Linked DNA regions of Rattus norvegicus: all the other regions are linked to region 2. Evidence: chromatin contacts called from public Hi-C data. All regions are on one chromosome and are shown on one strand. Each heading gives the region's core, a stretch centred on a gene start, on an enhancer-like site or on the middle of the called end of the contact. The rest is flanking DNA. Distances are from core to core; before and after follow the strand shown. Region 1 has its middle 170 kb from the start of Nrg1. Region 2 has its middle 330 kb from the start of Fut10. Region 3 has its middle 260 kb from the start of Nrg1.

Region 1 (3,262 bases), core at 106-2,605, 690 kb before region 2:
CTTTTGACGTTGTGCTGGTCATAATGAGACAACTTTAGTAAATATGAGAGATTTTAAAAACACTTAAAGTAGAATTTTGGAAAAAAAACACGACTGCAAAGAATTATTAATATTTTAATTATAATTTCTATGAGTAAGGGAATAAATAGAAAGTGGAGGAAGAACTTACTACTTAATACAATTAAACAATTACCTATTCATTGTTATCTGATTAGAGCTAATTTTCCCATGGATTAATGAAATCTTTTCTTAAGGAAACATACAATAAGACATTGTCACAAACACCACTGTCTCTAGACAGCTGTGCTTTGGGATTTAGTGCCTACTATCCAGTTCTTGCCTACTACTACATATGTGGGATATGGTCTGTTCTTACACACCTACTTTTGGCTGAGGGCTCTTCCTTACTTCTCTTTTTTCTTTCTCTGTCTCTCTGTCTCTCTCTCCTCTCTCTTCTCTCTCTCTCCCTCCCTCCCTCCCTCCCTCTCTCCCTTCCTCCCTTCCTCCCTCCCTTCCTTCTTTCTCTCTCTCTCTCTCTCTCTCTCTCTCTCTCTCTCTCTCTCTCTCTCTTTCTTTCTTTCTTTCTTTCTCCCCTCCTCCAGACCGGATTTCTTTGTGTAGCCCTGGCTGTCCTGGAACTCACTCTTTAGACCACTCTGGCTCAAAGTCCGAGATCCACCTGCCTCTGTCTGCCGATTGCCGTGATTAGAGGTGCACCGCCTGGCACAATCATTCTTACTGTTGTGTCAAGCCTCAGCTTGAAATAAAGTCTCCACACGTCCCCCCCCCCCCCCCGGGCACTTCTGTTCATGGACACTGAAGCACAATTTCCTTTGCAAATCTCTCTGAGATCTTCTTTCCTGGTCTCCCTCATGTACAGTGAATAACCTGTACCCCACATAATCTCATGCTTTCCAACCTCCACTTCAGTACAGCTCTTCCTTTAAACTCATCTGTCTCATGTATCAGACTTTGTTTTCTTTTATTTGGAACTCGTCCTTTTCAACCTTTTCTAGAGTCCTTAGTGGCTGGCATACAGAAGGTGTTCAGCAGTGCTTGTTGACTAAGTAACGAAAGACAGCAGAAGAATGTGTTGGATTGAAATCATGAAAGCTTTCCACTTTATCGCTAATATGGAAAGGCTCAGTGGAATCCTAGAAAAAATAATCCAAGAGCTGATACTTTCCAGAGGGCGCTTGCACGGAAAAGGAGGAGCAGAGCCTGATCAGAAGTTGAGTAAATATCTCCGAGGCCCCAGATTATCCAGACATTGACAAAAGAAAGATTCTGCAAGGCCTGCCACTGTGACCATGAGGAAGTCCTGGCTCAGATGATTCATGGTTAAATATTTGCATCGCTTCTAGCTAAGAAAAACAGAAGCTGTGGCATTCCATAGCCCTTAGGCATGTAAGATCTAGGGACTTTGCCAGTTCTTTCTCCTTAGCAATCGGTGACTAACAAGGTCCCATTTCATAAAACGAAGGCATGTAAAATGGGAAGGAAGTGGAGTAGCAAGCTATCGGATTGGAATTCAGAAAGTATATCAAGACCAACAAAGTAATTGTTACATTTGATTATTAATGTTTTGATACTTTGATAGACTTGTTTTCTGTTCTCTAGCAGAAACAAGCAAGACGAAGAATGGTGATGTTTTGAGTAAAGAGAGGGGGAAAGATAGATAAGTTATTCCCCCAAATCTATCCCGAAAGCTGAGTGCACAGTCTCCAGATATCAACAATCAGGGTCAGAGCGGGCCTCCGTGTAAGCAGCACACTTGTTGATGGACACATTGAATGTATTTATCTCGTGACGGCCTGAAAATTCAGTGTTATTATTTCCACTCCAGAGATAAGAAAGTGGAGGGTAAAGAAATAATTATCAGTAATTGAAGGCGTGAGGAGGATTTGAATTCAAGTAACAGAAACAAAGACAGTTAGCTAAGAGTTTCAGAATGCTATACTGTAATATCTGCCATTAGTCAGAGGAACTTACCCACTTGCTACCAAACAACCCCATTTTCAGCTTTATGTTTTAGGTTTAAGACTTGGCTGGGAGATGGGATTTGTTCATGCAAATCTTTCCCTAAATCTTAGACTCCATTTATAAACTTATGTGGATGAGCTTATCAAATCCTTTCAGAAAACAATTTTTATTAAGATGTATAAACAAAAAATTAATTCTGTGTGCCTCTCTGTTGTACAGTTGGCAGAGCTCCTGAGCTCTGAGTGGTCCTGGGCATTGTTAACATGGGAGCAAGTTTTCCTCCCTGGGTTATAAATATGTAGTTACTTGTGTTTTGTTTTAGTTTCATAGAGGCATACAAAATATCTTAAGCAAACCCATCACCTAATCCCTCCATTCAAAACCCAGTTTAATCTTCCTTTCCAATTTCAAGACATTTTTGGATCCGGTACTGTCCACATGTGCACAGCTGTGGGGTTATTCACAAAGACACAGGCAACCTGTCAGTGGCCACACCTCAAAAAGAAAGTGAATTTACTTACTATAGCAACCATAAACTGTGAATAGCTCCTTCGATGGGGAAGGGGCCTCCGGAGCCCATCTAACCTCCATGCTTTCTCATGTTCTCCTTCCTAAATGTTGTGATCGAGAGCTGAAAGGCCAAGAAAAATGTGCTGAATCCTCCAAGCTAAAACCCTCACCAATACTGGTACATATTATAAAAGAGTATGAAAAGAATACCGAATATTGCTCATAATGAGACTCCTATCACTTTACTATGTAGATAAGGTTAGTTTAAAAAGATTGATATATGGAGACCACATTTATGAATCTGGTTGTTATTTGGTTGTTTTGGACCTTGGTCATGTCAGAAACCCTGAATGACTATATTTCCCTTGTGGCTCCATGACAGAATAACTGAAAGAAACAAGTTATGAAAGGCTTAACTTAGCTCATGGTTTCAAAGGATTCAGTTTGTACAGAAAAGGCATGGTGAAAACAGAGTGACTCACCTCATGGCAGATCAGAAGCAGAGAAAAGGGACTGAAGAAAGAGACCAGCATAAGGTTCAACCCATGTCTTAGTGTTTTATTGCTGTGAAGAGACACCATAACCATGGCAACTCTTATAAAGGAAAAAATGTAATTGGGGCTGGCTTACAGTTCAGAGATGTAATTTGTTATCATTGTAGTGGGAAACATGCAGCATGCAGGCAGACGTGGTGTTGAAGAAGGGGTTGAGAGGTCTACATTTTGATCCTAAGGCAGCAGGAAGGAAGACTGAGACACACTTCCTCCAA
Region 2 (2,844 bases), core at 308-2,807:
GTTGGAAGAACATTTTTGAATAAGAGAAAGAATTGTCCCCCAAATCTTGTCCAAATTTATAGACATGGATAAAAATATAGAAATATTCATACATAAAGGCTATATAATCTATATATGTGAGATACCATATATAGCTTATCACATACGGCTGGTTTGGTATAGAGTTCAAAGTTACATCATGGCTTGTTATGAATTCATATTCTGAGGAAAGCCCTCTCATGTTCTTATGACATAGCCTTTGTTAACATTCTGATGCTGACTAACAAATTCTCCATCTATGATAAGAGCTTCACTTAACATTTAAACACAGTAATGGTGGTGACCTGCCACTGAAGGAGTTAAAGTGAACACCCTAGAGCTTCCATCTAGCTTTCTCTAGAAGCTGCTACACATTTCCAAGTCAAAGAATAGCAGTGGCGATGACACAGATTTTTATCTGTAAAATTTTTCTTTTTCCCTGTGTAAGTCCAAATGTAATGTTAGCATTGAAGAAGACCAAGACTGACTAAGTCAGTTCTCCATAGATGGTATCTTTCCATTCAGTCTTTCCTCATGTTTACTTTAAGTCAATTACTACAAATGAAAATAAATTTTGCTTTAATAAAAATAATCCATATATTTCTAGAGCACTAGATGATTTGTTTTGTTTTGTTTTTTTAAAAAAAGCACATTGCATATGATTCCAGATTCAATGTCAACAGGATAAATTTAAGTGATCTTTTTAAGGAAAGGGACACGAAAGCCCTGCTCTTAGATCTGGGCATCCTCACATGTGTCTATCCAGGTAGAGAGAACCAGGTCCCTCGAAAGCATAACCAAGCTGACAGCTTAGAGTCTACCTGGCTGTGTTGTCAGCAAGGAGTGAACCTTCTGTGAGAGGACACACACAGTACCAAATCAGATTCACAAAAACAGCTTTCAGCCTCAGTCTGCCATCAGCTCAGTCAGGAGAAGTGTGGAAAATAAAGAAACTAGATTTTTTAATAATAATAATAATAAATAACAATAATAATAATAATTTTTAAAAAAGGATTTTAGTCATGGAGTTTTCACTTTTCTGATTCTTCAGATTTCTAAAGTAACTCTTTGTTCCCTCCCTGCATTTGGTCTGTTTATAGGACCCAAACCTGTTCTCAAAGACAAGATTTGTCACTTCTTAGAAAAGATGTTATTTGATAGCACACACTCTGCTAGACTGGATTAATTAAAAAAAAAAAAAAACAAAAAAAAAAACAAAAAAAAAAAACAAACAAAAACCCCTAATTCCATGGTATGCTATCCTTATCAGCACAGGGGAGATTTTCTCATGGCAAGTACTTCTGTGTTTGAAATGTTAGAATGCAAAGTACACCCTTCATGCTTCAAGCTACCAGATGCTAGAGCCTGCTTTACCTGCCCAGGCATGTTGTTGGAATTGAGGTCACAGTTAGGCAAATAACATTCCACACATTTTTTCTCTCCTACTGAATTAAAAGTGGGCAGCTTGAGTTTCTCTGACTGCCATTGGTTAAAGAAGTCTGACTCGGATACCTAGAGAGCTCTCTGGGGCCAGAATGGAGTGACTCACTACTCACATGACCCGTAGGAGGTGGGAAGCCACCGCTCCCTCCATCCTGTACCCTGGTCATTTTAGCCAGCATGACTCAACACTTGAAACCTGGAGGTGAATGAATGTTCTACTTGACCTTTGATTTCAGGAGAGTGGCATGACTTCAAATGCTCTCCGTTTATTAATTAACAGAGAGGACTGAATTCCACAATCTGTGAAGTAATGTTTGAAAGTAATTTTTTTAATTTAATTCTATTTTTTTAACATATTCACTTTATATTCTGCTCACTATCTGCCTCTTGGTAAGCCCCACCCACAATCCTTCCCATCAACATCTCCTCTGAGAGGATGGGGCCTCACTGGGTACCCCCCTTACCCTGGCACTTCAAAGTCTTTGCAGGGCTAGGCACATCCTCTCCCACTGAAACCAGACATGCAGCCCAGCTAGTAGAGCATATCCCACAGACAGGCAGTGGCTTTTGGGATAGCCCCTGCTCCAGTTGTTCAAGACCCACTATATATATATATATAATTTCTGGGTGTGTATATATGTATGTGTGTATATATATACATATATACATATAAATATACATATATACATATATATACATATATACATATAAATATACATATATACATACATATATATATATATATACATTCATACATGCACAGGAAGGCCTAAGTCCAGCCCATGTATGTTCTCTGGTTGGTGGTTGAGTTCTGAGAGCTCCAAAGGTCCAGGTTAGATGACTCAGTTGGTCTTCCTGTGGAGTTACTATCCCACAATTGGGGCCCACAATCCTTCCTCCTCGAAACTAAAATTTTAACGCAGAAAAGCTTGTTTAATTCTCTTATATGACCTGACTTGAGTTTTTCTTTATTTTAGATAGTGAAATTGTAATATGTTTTATCTTGAGGTTTTATTTTGTTTTGTTTTTCTTATTCTTTCCGAAGACTTGCTTGGCCATTTGAAAGTGATTTTTTCTTTACCAGACACATATTTATAAAAATCATTAAGTAATTACTAATGGAAAGTCTATTTCACATCTGTGGAGAGATTCCTAAATAAAGGAAGGAGACTATCATTCTGTGATATTCAGATGTTTGACTTACATGGAAGCTTCTCCTATTAAGACTATAAAGTTCAAAGATGCATTTAACACATCTACAGTGCATTCTTAGGAAAACAAAACAGTTCGTTGTAGAGTATTGATAGCTTTCCCTCAGGACAGGATGACTGACTGTATGTAGCTCACTGCTGTTGCCCAAGACAAGGGTATCAAAGAATATAT
Region 3 (2,927 bases), core at 167-2,666, 770 kb before region 2:
TAGTGCGAGGGTTAACAGGGATTGGGTAGCTACTCTGTTCAGTTTGCACTTCATCCTGATCTGTACATTTCAGAAGGAATGCTAGAGACTCTATTGGGAGGCCCTGGTTTTGTTTTTTTGTTTGTTTGTTTGTTTGTTTGTTTGTTTGTTTTTGCACTTGAACTTAGTTAATAGATAAAATTAGAAGCGATTGAATTTTATATCCAACTATTTGTAGTCCTCAATTATAAAAATTCAATTTGTTATAAAATGGCTTTGGGTATTTTTCTTCTTTCAGAAGCTTTTTTTAAAAAAAAGTGTTTTACATTCCTGGATAACTTTTATCTTGAGGAGCCATACTGTGGCACTGTATAACTTCGTTTTGTCAGGGTGGGGCGTGACATCCCATTCTAAAGTTTTGCTGATGTAATTAAGATAAAACAGCAAGTCCAAAGACTGGATTCTTTTTTTTCCCCCATTCAATTGTAGACTTTAGGGAATAAAACTTCTCTGTCAAAATGGTCAGCTGCTTCTACTTCATAACCAACAACGGAGTTCCTAAATGTAGGACAGCAACTCAGGGACCAGATGACTGGTTCCTATTTGTCTCCTCCTTCCTTAGTAGCAGACACACACAACCTGTCCTGCAGCTATCACCCAGCCATTCAGACTTCCCCCGGCCCTTCGTTTGTTTGCTTATTTGACAAAATCAGACCCCAGCTGACCCCTCTGGAATGTGCAAGGTAGTCCTTACTTGAGGGCATTTCTGCCATGGGTTATTATTTCTTTCCTATGATTTTTATGCATTTCTCATGAACTGGGTTGTTTGAATAAATGACACACAGTCCGTGAATTACCACCTCAGGTGGTTTCATACATAGCACAGTGGGTCCAGGAGCAAGACCTGGTGATGACCCTCATGAGTCTTATATGTAGCTTGTTCCAAATGGTACAGAACCACTTCATTCATTCACAAGTCAAAAGGAGAATGCATCTGTAGCATTAATTGTGTTATAAGCATTCTTTTTTTCTCATGAGTACATCCATCCTTTTAAAATTGCAGGAACTTCCCTTAAATGGGAAAAAAACACAGTAAGTGGCATTTAGTGTGTTTAGAAATTTCATGGAATATTTTAAGGGAGACATAAGAACCTGTTTTGCTTGCATCAGTGTCTGACTATACAGGAGCAGGTAGAGGTAAATTACTAAAGCAATTGAGAAGTAGCAAGTTTTGAGCCTCGGTGGATAAAACCAAACTCTTCCTTTACTCCATTCTTTGTGACTTTCTTCCCGTGAAGCAGGAGACTGCAACAATCATCGAGCTTCCCACCTAAGTAAACGATAGACCAGCAAAGCACCCTGAATCATTCACAGCCTTCTCCTCTGGGTGACTAAGCTCAAATTCATCAGCCTGGCCTCTTTCCTCTTGCTTCCTGCCTGGCTTCTTAGGAACAAGCTGACTCAGGCAACCAGAGCCGGGCTGAGCACCACCTCCGGGTTGAGCAGGGTGGCCATGGATTTCACCCTGAGAACTGTTTGGAGGCCAGGGGTTGGTGCGAATTAGGAAGCACAGCTGCTAATGCACAGCTGTCCAAGTTGTCAGCGCCATTCACAAGCAGAGTCCCTGTGACTGAGCATCTCAGCATGGTCAGATATTAACAGCTATGATTCTTCACTTCCACCTCCTGTTTCTCCACCCAGCTTGGTTCTTTCTTTTTTTTTTTCTTCCCCCACCGCAACAGAGATAGTATCTTGAAATTTTTACATGCCGATGAACAATGCTTGTACGACAATTTCCTCACATCACAACTAGTCTTTCCCTCGGAGTAAAGCCTGGGATGGAATAGCACATACTTACATCTGTGTACGTGGCCATTAGGGTCAGTGAGTTAGTGTTTTACAATGTGGGGAGTGGCAAGTGAAAGGGAGGGAAAAATTGCTCAGAGTTCAGAAGTGAAAGCGAATAACTACACTTTAGGAGCCGTCTTTTCAGAATCCCAGGTACCATGATCCCTCGTTTAATCAAGGGAATGTGTTCTAAAACAAACAAAACATACATCCTTAGGCAATGTGTGGACATCAGAGTATTTGTCTACAAATCTAGATGGTACAATTGACCCCACACCTAAAGTGTATGATATCACCTACTTGTTTACTTGTCTACTTTATTTTTAAAACTCTTCTGTTACAGAATAAGGCAAGTGTGTGCACACACACAAACACACACACACACACACCATACATGCACACATGAAAATGCACACACATATATACACAGAAACACATACCCACATACACAAACACTCATGAAACACGCACACACAAACACACACATGCACACTGTTAAGGCCTACACAGGTTAGGATCATCAACACCACTGTCCTCTTCCCTCAAAGCTTGTCCTCCCTGAAGGGCTTCAGAAGCAGCAGCATGTACTGAGCCAATCATCTCCTCCAGTAACAGCATCTTCTTTTAGGATACTTCCCAAAGACCTGCTGTAGGCTCTCTCACAGCTACATACTTCAATCTAACTATGCAAGTACGAGTAGAAGAGAGAATATCTCGGCTTTCCCTGGACAGTCTAATAAGTCAGTTAATTCCCTGTTTTCATCACTATTCCACAATTTATTTTTTTCATTTTCGTTTTTTTATTCTTTTCTCATATATTGCATCCCGACTACAGTTTCCCCTACCTCTTCTCCTCCAAGTTGCTGCCCCCTCCCCATTCCCTACTCACTCTTCCTGCATTCTCCTTCAGAAAAGGAAGACCTTCCAGGAATATCAACCAAACGTGACATATCAAGTTACAATAAGACTGGGCACCTCTCCTCATGTGAAGGCTATTCCACTATTTATTAGCTACTGGTTTACATGCAACAGAAGTCTTAGGCATTAAATAGACTATAGAACCCTGAAATAAACTTTATTACATCTATATAAAAGAACTA

The links. Hi-C and Micro-C count contacts between places; a contact is called where the count stands out from the background.
Region 1: a Hi-C map of the A7r5 cell line shows a contact between it and region 2, with 5 times the contacts expected there. The contact joins two enhancer-like sites. A contact is called at or near these places in 3 of 12 Hi-C or Micro-C datasets (the A7r5 cell line, Schwann cells and hepatocytes).
Region 3: a Hi-C map of the A7r5 cell line shows a contact between it and region 2, with 7 times the contacts expected there. The contact joins two enhancer-like sites. A contact is called at or near these places in 2 of 12 Hi-C or Micro-C datasets (the A7r5 cell line and the Rat2 cell line).

Annotation. Positions count from the first base shown.
Region 1 is chr16:66,638,231-66,641,492 of GRCr8, forward strand. It overlaps a transcript of Nrg1 not described here. Among named protein-coding and RNA genes, the nearest start is that of Nrg1, 170 kb to the right of the region's middle. Within about 2 kb of position 1,356, at least 9 of the 93 cell types and tissues checked have an H3K27ac peak or open chromatin away from gene starts, as enhancers often do. A contact at or near this core is called in the A7r5 cell line, where this site is marked.
Region 2 is chr16:67,327,749-67,330,592 of GRCr8, forward strand. No RefSeq gene overlaps it. Among named protein-coding and RNA genes, the nearest start is that of Fut10, 330 kb to the right of the region's middle. Within about 2 kb of position 1,558, at least 6 of the 93 cell types and tissues checked have an H3K27ac peak or open chromatin away from gene starts, as enhancers often do. A contact at or near this core is called in the A7r5 cell line, where this site is marked.
Region 3 is chr16:66,554,610-66,557,536 of GRCr8, forward strand. It overlaps a transcript of Nrg1 not described here. Among named protein-coding and RNA genes, the nearest start is that of Nrg1, 260 kb to the right of the region's middle. Within about 2 kb of position 1,417, at least 3 of the 93 cell types and tissues checked have an H3K27ac peak or open chromatin away from gene starts, as enhancers often do. A contact at or near this core is called in the A7r5 cell line, where this site is marked.